Linked DNA regions of Sus scrofa: region 1 is linked to region 2. The links are chromatin contacts, called in public HiChIP or PLAC-seq maps. All regions are on one chromosome and are shown on one strand. The core of a region is the stretch at or near the end of the contact, and the rest is flanking DNA. Distances in the headings are between cores, read along the strand shown. Region 1 has its middle 38 kb from the start of LPIN2. Region 2 holds the start of LOC733637 (myosin regulatory light chain 2 protein).

The links. HiChIP or PLAC-seq counts read pairs in DNA pulled down with a chosen protein or histone mark.
Region 1: a contact with region 2 is called in an H3K27ac HiChIP or PLAC-seq map of alveolar macrophages. The contact joins the enhancer-like site here to the promoter of LOC733637 in region 2. A contact is called at or near these places in 1 of 5 promoter capture datasets (liver), 4 of 47 Hi-C or Micro-C datasets (epiblast stem cells, fetal skeletal muscle, liver and 1 more) and 2 of 2 datasets of contacts at active chromatin or transcription factors (alveolar macrophages and skeletal muscle).

The regions. Positions count from the first base shown.
Region 1 is chr6:103,646,942-103,653,241 of Sscrofa11.1, forward strand. It overlaps a transcript of LPIN2 not described here. Among named protein-coding and RNA genes, the nearest start is that of LPIN2, 38 kb to the right of the region's middle. Within about 2 kb of position 3,335, at least 18 of the 83 cell types and tissues checked have an H3K27ac peak or open chromatin away from gene starts, as enhancers often do. A contact at or near this core is called in alveolar macrophages, liver and omental adipose tissue, where this site is marked.
Region 2 is chr6:103,423,264-103,429,523 of Sscrofa11.1, forward strand. LOC733637 (myosin regulatory light chain 2 protein) reads right to left here and starts at 1,527. Exons shown (of 4, transcript NM_001244251.2): 1 at 1,402-1,527.

The sequences.
Region 1 (6,300 bases), core at 2,085-4,584, 230 kb after region 2:
TCTTTTGTTGTAGGGTTTTCTAATTGGCTTAACCAGTTCAAAACAGTTGACTAAGTAACATTATTTTAAAATTTGGAATTTGCTGGGCTTTAATATCTGTCTACTGAGACTCTTTGCCAAATGGTGTTGATGTCTACTTTTTAGAAACAAACTGTTCCTAGGAGGTGTTTAGAGTTGGTAAAGGTTGTCATTATTATTGCCGTTACATGATTGAACACCTTCTTGGGGCAAGCCGTTGTGCTTTACATAAATTATCTCTAGTCACAACTGCCCTGCAAGGTGGAGATAATCCCTTTTTCTGGGTGAAGGCGGTGAGGCTGAAAGAGGTTTGCCAAAGGCACGCAGCTGTGTGGTAGCCATGTTGCTGCCCAAGGGCTGTGAGGGTCTCCTGCATCTGCTTGACATGCCTGAATCCATTTTAGGGTTTTGTTTTAACCTTATTAGGTAGGACTGGAGGACTTACTGTCAGCAGCTATAAACTGCTAATAGAAGGACAGCACTTGCCGTGTTGGAGCCTTGGTTCTCTGAATCATTTATATGTGCACAATCCGCTGGGAGAAGATTGCAGTGCCTTGGCTACCCTGCTGGGTGCCACGATGGCACAAGGTGGACGATGTGAAGCCCATGTCCCCTGCCTGGCTCTCCATGCTATGAGCGCATTGCTGGACTGAGTCGGGACGGGGCGTCTCACCTGTGGCCCCTCAGGTCTGGCTGAATACTGCTCTCAACTGAGCCGGAGAGGAAGGTGCTACTGCTGAGGGTTGGAGGGAGAACCCAGCTCAGCTGGGCTTCTTGAGACTCGGGGTCAGTATCCAGCATGATCCCATCTTCAGGGCCTTCCCTGGCCCTTAGCCTCTTCCAGACTTGAGCACCCGGCCCCCAGGTCACCTGGCACTGGCCTGAGGTCCATCGAACTCCGTACAGGAAGCTTGACCCACATGCCACTGAAAGTGTTGGCGCTGCCCGGTGTCTGAGTATGGGTGCGAACTTGTGCTTTCTTCAGTAGAGCATTTGACTCACCTGCCAGCAATGTCTGTGGAAGGATTCTCTCTAAAGGAGTTTTACTTACTGTGAATAAATTAATGATTTGGCATTTATCAGCTCTTCAATACAGGGGAACATCTCATTAAACAGAAATAGACGCATAGACCTTCAGGAATTTTTCAAGTTCTTGAATACGCTTCTGGTATTTAGCTTACTGTAATATGGAGATAACAGTACTTCTGATGGGCTAATTCTGTGTATTAAGCCAGAGCCACAAGCCACCCGGAGAACCAGAGGCAGGTGGCAGGCGGGAGACCTAACCAGTGATGTCAATGTCTATAAGCACAGGGCAAAGGGCAAAAAAGGTGAGTGGAACATCCCCCTTGCCCTGAGGTGTATCTGACAGGCTTTTAGGGGAGTTAAGTAAGTCTGCTTGTGTAGAAAGCTGGAGTAGGCAGGGATTGAAAGGGGGTCAGAGGAAGTATCTTGGAGAGAGCCTCTCTGCTCACTCGTCTTTAGCATGAAAGTATGATGTTTAGTTGAAAGATGTTTCTGCCCAAAAATAGGACTGCTTCCTGTGCTTAGAATTTCTTCCTTGACCCAGAACTTTTGTCTTTATCATGTCAAAATAGGAAATGGACTTTTGTAAATCAGCGATTTTGTATGTCTTATGCACAACATGTGTTTACAGATTTAAGTCTTGTGACTTTTGCCATTATTTTATCTCTGGCTATATGAATTTTACCGTCCCCGCCTGTGGGTAGAGCTTTATCCGTGTATCTAGAAAGCGGAGCTGTCTTCTATACCTAGTGTATATAGTGCAGATGAATGCTTAACTAGGAGAATAAAGTCTGCTGCTGACTAGTTCATAAAGTCTCTAAGTAATTAACATTTTTCTCCAAGGCTCTAATCATTTCATTAAAATTTCCTTAGATTATAAAACTACATGAAATTTTATTCCCTAGGAGTTGAAAAATACTAATATACCCTGTATTGATTGTTTTGAGAGCTGATTTTTTTTTTTTTTTTAATGTTCTGAATATCCTTTTAAATACTGGCTAAATCTTTTGCTGGTATTCTTGCCATAGAATGGAAAAGGGCTTTTGTGTTAGGACATTTCCCTGCCCCAAGTCAGTTAACTAGATAATTTAATGGGAACTTCGCTGTATTTAAATTTCCTAGTTTGTTTGTTTGGTCTTGTTAATGAGACATACCTAAGTGGATCACAGGTGCTAAGGTTGAGAGTAGGAAAAAGAGCTTTTCCTAATTAAAAGCAGAACAAAACAAATCCCACAGTTGTTCATATTTGCTTGGTGTTTGTTTTTTTTTTCTCTAGTAGTTTTCATTCCTCTGAATAGGATTCTTTTTTATAAGGCTGCATCACATAAGAGTTCTCTTCATATTAAATTTTTTAAGTATTTTTTTTATAAAGTTTAAAAATTCGAAGAGTACTATGAGGTGTATAGTGAAAAACACCGTCTCTTCCTCCCTGCTGATCACTGCTCCCTAGAAGCAGCTCCTTTCAACTCTTTGCGCCTGTTTCTCGCGGGACTTGGTTCCACGTCCACAGGCCTGCGCTGCGGGAGTGTGGGCTGGGATTTTAGGTGTTCCCTGTGGATTTCCTGGCACACCATGAGGGTTCATCTCACACAGGTGTCCTTGCCTCCCAGTAGAATCGTATCCTAATTTATTTTCAGAATGTTCAGTGTTGATGTTTTTGTGACTAAATATTGTTCAGAACGAAGATTTTATTCTTCGCCAATTCAGATCTTTGTTTTCTCTGGAGTTAATTGTTCTTTTGGCCTGTGTTTCTTGGTACCAGTCCCATGTGCAGCCCCCGACTGGCACCTGGGCCCCGGCCTCCGACAGGGCTCCCCAGCCCCCACACCCGACCCCGCTGACCTCTCCGCAGCTTCTCTCCTCCCAGCGGCTTCCTCATCTTGGTGGGCACGTCCTGCACTTTTCAAGGACAGGTTCACAGAGGGTCACTTCTGTGAGATTGTGGGGTCTGGATGTCTGCTCTAGCCTCCTACTTGGTTGTAGGCTGGCTGTAGAATGCTAGAGAGGAAGTAATTTTTCCCTTAGTGTTGTGAATTGTTACTTTTGAGAAATCACTTTTCTTGAGAAGCCGCAAGCTTTTAAATTCCTGTTTCTGTCCCTCTCCGTCTTCCCTTCTCCCAGGTGCTTTCAGTACTTTTACTTTCTCTCCTTAAAGCCCCTCAACCTCTGGATGAGGTGATTGTCTGTTACCTGCAGCTTTGGTCACCTGACAGCCTGGGTCAGGGAGTCACGGGTTCCCTTGGCATGAACCCGCAGCCTGGCCTTGTCCTGCCTGCTCGTGCTTGGCTGGTGGGTCGGTGTGTCTGGGGGTCTGTAGATCTGTGCGTCGGGCACATCTCAAGCCAGTGAGGCCTCAGGGGCAGAGGCCTGGGGAAGAGTCACTGCAGCCAGGTGCCCCCTGCTTGGTGTGGCCTTGCCCTTTGCCCCCAAAGAAATGACAGGGCTTTCTGGCACAGCCGCCGTGGCTGCAGCACAGCATGAGGATGCTTCTGTTCTTTGTGCTGGGCATCCAGTGGGAACTTTCATTTTGGAAAATCATGTCTTTGGGAAATTTTCACCTGGTTGTTGATGTTTTTGGCGTTATCTCCACCAGTGAGGGCTTGGAGTACTTGTAACTTTCTAGGCCTCTTTTTTTTCCTCCATCCATGTTTCATCTTTCAAAAACTTGGACTTTTTTCATTGTCTCTAGCCATTCTCTTTGTACCTGCTAGTTATTCCTTTTTTATTTCTTTTGTGTTAGTGGGTGGGTTCGTTTGTGAAGGCTGCGGTAACAACACACCACAAACTGGTGGAATAAACCAAAGGTTCTGGAGGCTGGAAGTCTGAGATCCAGGTGTCGACAAGGCTGCTTCTTTGAGGGCTGCCTCCCCGGTAGCTGGCAGTCTCAGCATTTCTTGGCTTGTAGGTGCAGCACTTTGATCTCTACCTTGCATTCACATGGCACTCTGTGTGCCTGCACATGTGTCTGTCTTGGTCCAGGTTTCCCCTTTTTATGAGGAAGCTGGTCATACTGGTTTAGGGCCCACCCTAATGACCTCATTTTAGCTCAGTTACCTCTGTAAAGATCCTTTTTCCAAATAAGGTTATGTTCTGAGGTATTGAGGGTTTAAACCTCAACTTTTCATTTGGGGGCACAGTTCAAGAGTGAATTTCAAGAGGGAATAGTGTGTAACACCCTCTCTGTTCACAGAATGTCTAGTTATTGTAACATTTTACAAGATGCTTTTAGGCACATCTGTCTTCACTGAAGATCAGAAAGCTACTCTCAGGATGCAATTTTAGATTACAACTGGAGATTTTTGTTCAGGCTGTGAGACTGCTAAAATTTCCACTAGTTTCCTGAATATTTTATTATTTAGTGTCTGAGTCACCTCATTTTGTACTGTTGCTTTCTTTCTGAAACAGTTTGAAGGTGGGCAGAATGCCTAAAGAGCAAACAGTCTCGTGAAGAAGTAAACCCTTAGGCTGACCAGCAGAGCCACATGAACATCCTGGAGTTTTGGTTTTTTAAAATTCCGTCATATATTTTCTTGTTTGGGGCTCCCCAATCTTTTAACCTAAAGTAGCCCCCTCCTGCCTTTCCTCCGTTACCCTCTTAAATTTCCTTCATCAGTAATTTTTGTTTGTGGTCTCCCTCCCTCCCTCCTGAGGGTTGGCTTCTAAGTGCTGGGGGCAGGTACCAGCCAAGTTCACTGCCCGATTCCAGCTCAGAGCAGTGCTTGGCACATCACAGTGGCTGCAGCTTTTAAACACATTGACGTATGAAATGGTTTATTTTCCAACATTGCAGATGTGGCTTTACAGCCTCGCTGTTGTTCATATCAATGTAGCTTGGTGAGCAGGCGCTGGTGGAGCCTTACCTGGCGTTTGTTTTGCTTAGCTATGTAAAACCAGGGCCCAGCCCAGCACAGAATGTCCTCCCAGAGCCTGGAAAGGGATGTCCCCCTCCTCCAATTTCTGCTGGGGCCCTAGTAGGTGCCAAGCTAAGTAAGGCAGGACATGAAATTCAGGCTGTGTTTTAACTGGCGTGGGTTGGAGGGAGCTCCTCCCATCTTCCCAGGACCCTCTGCAAGTGCCAATCTGGGGTGCCTGGAGCTGGGCTCTCTGCACAAGGGTCCACGTTCCTGTGCCCTGGCCCATCTTTTAAGCTGAGACAGGAAAAAGTGGTGAGCTTGTGCTGCCTGATCTAAAAGCCTTCCCTCCAAGAAACGGGGGCTGCATTCCTGAGAGTTAACTGCAACTGCTTAGAGCTGTGAAAAACTGTTCTGGGAGCTGGGGAATTCTGTCACCTATGGCCAGGAGTTAAGTAAGCTGATGGACAAGTGCCTGTTTCCTTCTTGTGTAGCTGGTAGTGAGGGAAGACCCTGCTCTTTGCCTATGGGAGTCAATGCCAGGAGATTGAGGCCACAAATGAGGTTGGTAGAATTGATGCAGCAGGGGTCACCTTTAACTAGATCTGTGGCACAGTAACTCTTGATTTCCTCGTGGCTCCCTGGAGGGTCTGGCACCATCACTTGGCATCCTCATGGTGACCCCCAAAGTGGTTGCTGTAGCTTTGACCTCACTAATTCCTTTGGATTTCAATTTGGTGTATCAATTGTAGATTTTTGGCTTGCAGTTATTCTGAAGTTTTGATATAAGAGTCTATATGTATGTGAGAGTGTTTTAAGTTGTTGTTCTCTTAATTGCAAGTTCATTTCCAGTGTCCTGCATTTGTACCCACCTCTTCTCATGATTTCTGATTTTGGTGGTATAATTGTGCATGGATGATTTCATGTCTTTACTGTATATATACCTTTACTGGTGAGCCTTGTCATTTGTGGAATTTTTGTTTCCTGTTGCTGTCTTTTCTGCCTAGAGAAGTTCCTTTAGTATTTGTTGTAAGGCTGGTTTAGTGTTGCTGAATTCTCTCAACTTTTGCTTATCTGTGAAGGTTTTGCTCTCTCCTTCAAATCTGAATGAGAGCCTTGCTGGGTAAAGGAATCTTGATTGGAGGTTTTTCCTTTCATCACATGAAGCATATCATGCCACTCCCTTCTCGCCTGCAGAGCTTCTGGTGAAAAATATGCCGATAACCTTATTGGGGTACCCTTGTATGTTACTTGTTTCTTTTCCCTAGCTGCTTTCAAGATTTTCTCTTTGTCTTTAATTTTGGTCAGTTTGATTAATATGTGTCTCAGTGTATTCCTCCTTGGGTTTATTTTGTATCGTACTTGTTGAGCTTCCTGGATTTGAGTGAGTGGTTTCTTTCCCATG
Region 2 (6,260 bases), core at 277-2,776:
GAGAAATGGAAAATAAAGATCCTCACACCAAGGGCAACCAGAAGATTTTTTTCAGAATTTCTAGATACTCTGGTTTCATTTGTAAAATGGGATTAATCCCATTACAAATTAATCAACATTACACTATATTACTCTAGTTAGAATCCTAGATTCCAGCATTTATAGTGGTAATAAGTGTAAACTGAGCTGAAGACTTTTTCTACTACAGAACACTCAAATTGACCAGTATTCTGGAAACATGTTCTTTAAGGAAAAACTCTCATTTCAGAAAACACCTCCTAGTACGACAGCACAGTGTCTGCTTTCCGAGTCCAGACCAAATCTACTGATTTGTCTCATTTAAACAATAAACCTTTTTCCAAGCTAAATAGATATATAACTTTTTGGTGCCAACCACAGTTTTTTAAAAGTACATTTTCAGGGTGGTGCTTCCGTTCCAACTAAACCAAGTTTTCAATTCCTTTGCAAACTTCCGGTTAAAGGTAGGAACAGTTCCCTTAGACTGCCACACCCAAAAAGTTCTCAGCACTTGACAAAGGCAATTCTTTGTCGGGGTTCACTGAGAGTAAAGCCTCACTTTTGAAAATAAAAAGCTCTCTGGTCAAGTTTTATCGAATGCCTTCCAGAACATGAAACAAACAGCAATAATTTTAAGAAATACTCACTTTCTTCACCTTTAGATATAAAACTTTGTGCGCTGAAGTTAAAATCTCACCTGAACGCTTATTTCTACTCCAAGTTCTGTAAAGAACTGACATACTCTTTGATAAACCAATTCAACTACTATAAAAAGAAACACTTTGGGAAACTGATATAACCCCAAGTCTCCACCCAAAAGGAATGTGGTGGTGTATTATGGAATTTTTCTGAAGCCGCAAATTAAACACCAAACCTCCCTTTGCCCAAATATCACTTAAAACAAAGTTCTAATTACAGAATGGACACTGAGCTGAGGAAGATGCTAATTTGAGGTGGTTATTCCAACTAAACGTAGCCACACAGCTGCAACAACAGCTGCAGCGGGGAGGTGCGCCGGAGTGGTGGTGGGGGAGGCAATGGGCTACAGTTTTTGCGCAAACTCTTGAATCCGGCAAGTTTACGTTAGAAACTAAACTTAGTCCCAGAGTCAGATCCGCGGGGCTCGGGTTTCCCAGGCCGGCTGTCGCCCAAGCTCGCGGCGCCAGCAGGCTAAGCCACATTTCCTGACCTCCAAGTCTGGCAAAATTGGCATCTGGGCCGTTTCCGGCCCCCGGCTTTTGATACTGGAGCTGGCCCTTGGGCTCGAAACCCACGAAGCGGCTGGTACATCTGCCCAGGTGCGCTCCCGGTACCACGGAAGCACCGCTGCTCATCAGCCGCCCCACGGGTATGCGGCCAGAATGAGCCCCAAGCACCACTCACCCTGCTCAGCCGCAAGAATCCGATTGCTTCGGGTACCCCCTCGCTGCCTCGGCTGCCGCTACTAACTCGCTTCCAATACCAGAGCCGCTACAATCCAACACTTCCGGCCTCCGCCTAGCGAACCGGAAGGAAGTCGAGTCACCATTCTGGGCTAACACTGTGAGCCTGGGTTAACGGAAGGGCGACGGGGCAGGGGTGTTGCCAGTATGCTCCAAGGGCGTAATTTTGACCGACTGCATTGCAAGAAAGTATCAATTGGGCAGCCTAGCACATAGAAAAACGTTAAATGGTTCATTGGGACTAATGACTAAGTTTTAGTCTTTTTTATACCCCCTTTTACAAAGTAAGCTTTTCTTTCCCCCCTTTTCTGTTGGCAAATGGGTGAGTCTCTCCTGTGGGTTTGCCCCTCCGCACATTCCAAAGCCCGGCTAGGGGCGGGGCTCGGCAGCCGAAGTCCTTGTAGGGAAATCGCGGAGATATTTCGCGGCTCACGTGAGTGGCCTTCGCCCCGCCTCCGAGTGCCCGGCCCCTGGCGCCGAGCAGTCCTGCGCCTGCGCCTGGGGCTCGCCTCAGGTTGACCTGGGAGTTTTTGGTTCTCCTGAGGGTCCAGCACGGCTAGCGTACCTCAAGATGAGGCCTTTAGGCGAGAGATTTGATTTCTGTGTACCATGTTATTTTATAAAGGGTCGCGCCCCTCCGTCAGGAGCAAACATTGTGAAGTCCCGGGGGCCCCCAGCGAAGCGGCCACTATCTCTGCCCCAGAAGGATCTCCTCAGGCCAAGGCAGGCGGAAGACTTATTCCCTCTTCAGAAAGTTTGGGGTTCTGTTTCCCACCGGAGCTTCTTGAGTCCCCGACAACAGGGAGAACCTGTCTCCATCGGGCTCTGAGGGAAGACCCGCGACCCACAGCGTGGAGCTTCCTAACCACGCCCATGCCTCTCAGGGTGCCTGGTGAAAAGAGTAAGAAGTCTGGCCTATAGTTTCTCAGTTCTCCTTTCCCAACACAGCTTCAGACACTGCGTCGCCCAATTCTGCCCTCCTCTGTCCAGTCTGGCAAGTGCGGCGACGAAGGAGTGGGCTGGAGCCCATGACACTCCAGGTCACCCCAAAGCCGGGCTTGGGAGCCTGGTCTGGCTCACCAGGCCAGAGCAGTTCTGAGGCTTGGGGTCCCCTCGAAAGCCGCTCTCACCCTGCTGACAAGAAAGGTAAAAGCTGCAGAGTAATGCACTCGGGATGTGATTAAGCTACACCTTCAAAGACCTCAGGAGCATTTCCTCTGTTTTGTTTTGTTTTTGTCTTTTTAGGTCCGCACCTGCAGCAGATGGAAGTTCCCAGGCTAGGAGTCAAATTGAAGCTGCAGCTCTTGGCCTACACCACAGCCACAGCCACACCAGATCCGAGATGCGTCTGCCATCCGAGCTACACCACAACTCATGGCAAGGCAGGGCCCTTAACCCACTGAATGGGGGCCAGGATGAACCTGCATCCTCATGAGTACTAGCTGGGTTCTAAACCGCTGAACCTTGGGAACACCAGTCTCTTAACCAATAATATATTCCAAAGTTCACTTAGAGGCCAAGTCACTGAAAAATAAGTAGCTCTCCTAATTCTCCAGAATAATTGAAACAAAGATGATTAGTTTACTAAACAGCTTTAATAGTGAGAATCCTTTGGAAGGGGGTGGCTACTATCTAAAAATACAAAATATTGGGTACTCCCATCTCGAACCTGCTGAATCAGAATCTTCTAGAGCAGGAGTTCCCGTCATGGCTCAGTGGTTATGAATCTGACTAGGAACCATGAGGTTGAGGGTTTGATCTCTGCCCTCGCTCAGTGGGTTAAGGATTTGGTGTTGCTGTGTCTGTGGCCAGCAGCTATAGCTCTGATTGGACCCCTAGCCTGGGAACCTCCGTATACCGCGAGTGTGGCCCTAAAAAGACAAAAATTAAAAAAAAAAAAAAAATCTAGGGCAGCTTCTGGGTAGCTGTCAATTTAACAGGGGTCCTAAGCGACTCTTATCACCAAAGGTGGGAACTCAGAGCTAGATGGCTTAGAGTCTAAGATGGGGCAGTGACACATTCCAGATGCCCAGGTCAGGGACTGCAGATGATGGGTCTTGGGGCCTGGCTTGGCATCCTGCACCCTGCAGTGCTCACACACCTCCACGGAGCGGTGGCCTGTCACCAGGGGGCGCTGGGGCTTGCACTTTTGTCCTTCATAAAGAAAACTGTCCCATATGGTGAAAGGGGCAGCTAAGTTTTCTCCTCATTGCGTCTGTCTGCCACTCAGTTGACAGGTATTAAGCAGCAGCTACACTGCCAAGCACTGTGGTGAGTGCTGTGCTTTTTATGGCTTTTGAAATAGAAAATAGTTGCTACCTCTGGGATGACAGGGGAGGGTGTAGAAAGGGTGCCAAAGGCACAGGGAGTGTCAGGGAACAAACGTGAAACAGATCATTACAGCAGAATTAGATAAGGTTTACAGAAGGAACATAGAGGAGGAAATCAGCCTCTCTGGGGACTTGTAGAAAATCCCACGGAGGACTATTGAGAGCTGATTCTGGAAGTCAGTGGGGAGGAGAGGAGAGGAAGATTCCAGCTAATGAGAGCAACTTGCCTGATTGGAAGTGATGGGGGGGCGGGGGCTGGCTGATTGAAGACTAGCAGGAATTGTGTGGTCCATGTTCATTCATTCGTTTATTTATTCCCCAATTAACTGTGGGTAGCAAAGTTTAGCAGTGAGGAAAAATAAAATCTTGATAAAATGGTATTCAAATTTCCAAATTATGTTTTGATATTCAATTTTAATGATTGGACCCACCACCAAAGACCTCTCACTCTGGTATCTCTGCCCTTTTGGACTTTACAGGAGATCTTTGCCCCGAGGTGACAATCTCCTTTTCATCTTCTCATTAAAAGTTTAGAGACTGAATAACCCTGAAGGCAAGTCACTCAACCGGTCTGAGGCTCAATTTTCTGATTTGTAATATCTACCTTGCTTATTTTGTGGTATTTTCTGATTACATGAGTTCATTTATATGAAAGTTTTTGTTAAGTATACAACAGTAGCTTTCAAATTTTTGACCCAAACCCACATAACTTATATCAGTAAGCAGTACTTTCTAGAGTATTCTTTTTGATTTTTTGCCATTTAACTTTTAAAAATGCTCCTCAAGACTTAGTATATGTGAATTTATGATCCACTAATGTGTAGGTTCTCAACCAGGGATGACTTCTCCCCCGCCAAGGGAACATTTGGCAATGTCTTGAGACATTTTTGATTTTTGTAACCAAGGAGCTGCGACTGGTATCTAATGGGTAGAAGCTAGGGATGCTGCTAAACATATGCAATGCACAGGACAGCCCCCTGCAACAAAACATTATTCGACTGAAAAATGTCACCAGTGCCAAGGGTGGGAAAACTCCTGTACTAATGTTTCGGGAACTCAGTATATAGTATTCAGTTACGTAGGGGGTACTATAATTACACTAAAAGGACACTACTGCTCCTGACTCAAGGTGAGGCTCCCTTTTTCCCCCTAAGATTAGATCTAAACAGAGAGAGAAAAGGAACTCAAATTAATACGTACCTACTATGTACTAGTATTCTATGTAAGCATTTTTATCATTTAATTTTTGCATAACCCTATGAGATGTAAGTATTACCCTCATTTCACAGATTAGGAAACTGAGGCTCAAATACTGTAGTGACTTGCACATATTACCAAAAGGCAACAAAAGAACCGGGATTATAACTCATGCCTCTCTTTGTCCAGGGAAGAGATAAGAGAGGACAGGGGCCAGTATTTCTTATTCAGGTACCTCTAACTCCTAATAAAATGCCTAAATATGCATGGCTGCCGATACATATTTGGTAATTTGTTACTTGTTCAAATGCACATAGCTAGTATGTGTCCTGACCCAAAGTCCGCATTTTGTTTTACTATACTGTGCTCTCTCTGTTGGTCCAAAGAGGGAGACTCCATACCCAAACAACGAAGAAGCATGATTGAACTTGTGTTTAGTATCTAAGTCAGTAATTTCCTAATGATCACGTACAATTTTTATTTTATTTAAGAAACTTGAATGCTAAGAGTCATGGCTTACATTCTGATATTACCTATATAAATGGAATTCTAATTTTTTGTACATGAAATAGAATGTACCAATTAGCATTAATTCAGGAAAACAGTAGGAGGAGCTCCTTTCTTTTAAATGAAGTAAAGGTGTTTGAGTTAATCTGTATGGAAGTTAGCTAAAGCACCAAAGCTACAAATAGTGTATTAAAAGCTACATAAAGAACTGCTGTTTTTTAAAAGTCACAAATATTTCTAAATTCAGGAATGATATGCAATAAAAGAAATAATGTGGAATTAATAATATTTGGAGAAATTCATTATTTCCATACTAGTTAATCTGAAAAAATATGCTAGATAGTTAATGCTTAGAAAAATTAAAATTCGGAGTTCCTATCATGGCTTAACGGTTAATGAACCGGACTAGCATCCATAAGGATGTGGGTTTGATCCCTGGCCTTGTTCAGTGGGTTAAGAATCTGGTGTTGTCGTGAGCTGTGGCATAGGTCGAAGATGCAGCTCGGATCCCACGTTGCTGTGGCTGTAGTGTAGGCCGGTGGCTGCAGCTTGGATTGGACCCCTAGCCTGGGAACCTCCATATGCCTCGGGTGCAGTACTAAAAAGACAAAAAAAAAAAAAAAAAAAAAAAAAACTAAACAAGATGCAAGAAGAGAGAATCTGAGTAAACCAAACCAAAATATATAAGAATTACCTAGAAAATAAGTTTCCTGTCTCTGTAGTTAATTGAAGAAATGCTACTGCAACTGTTAAAAGACAAAGATTC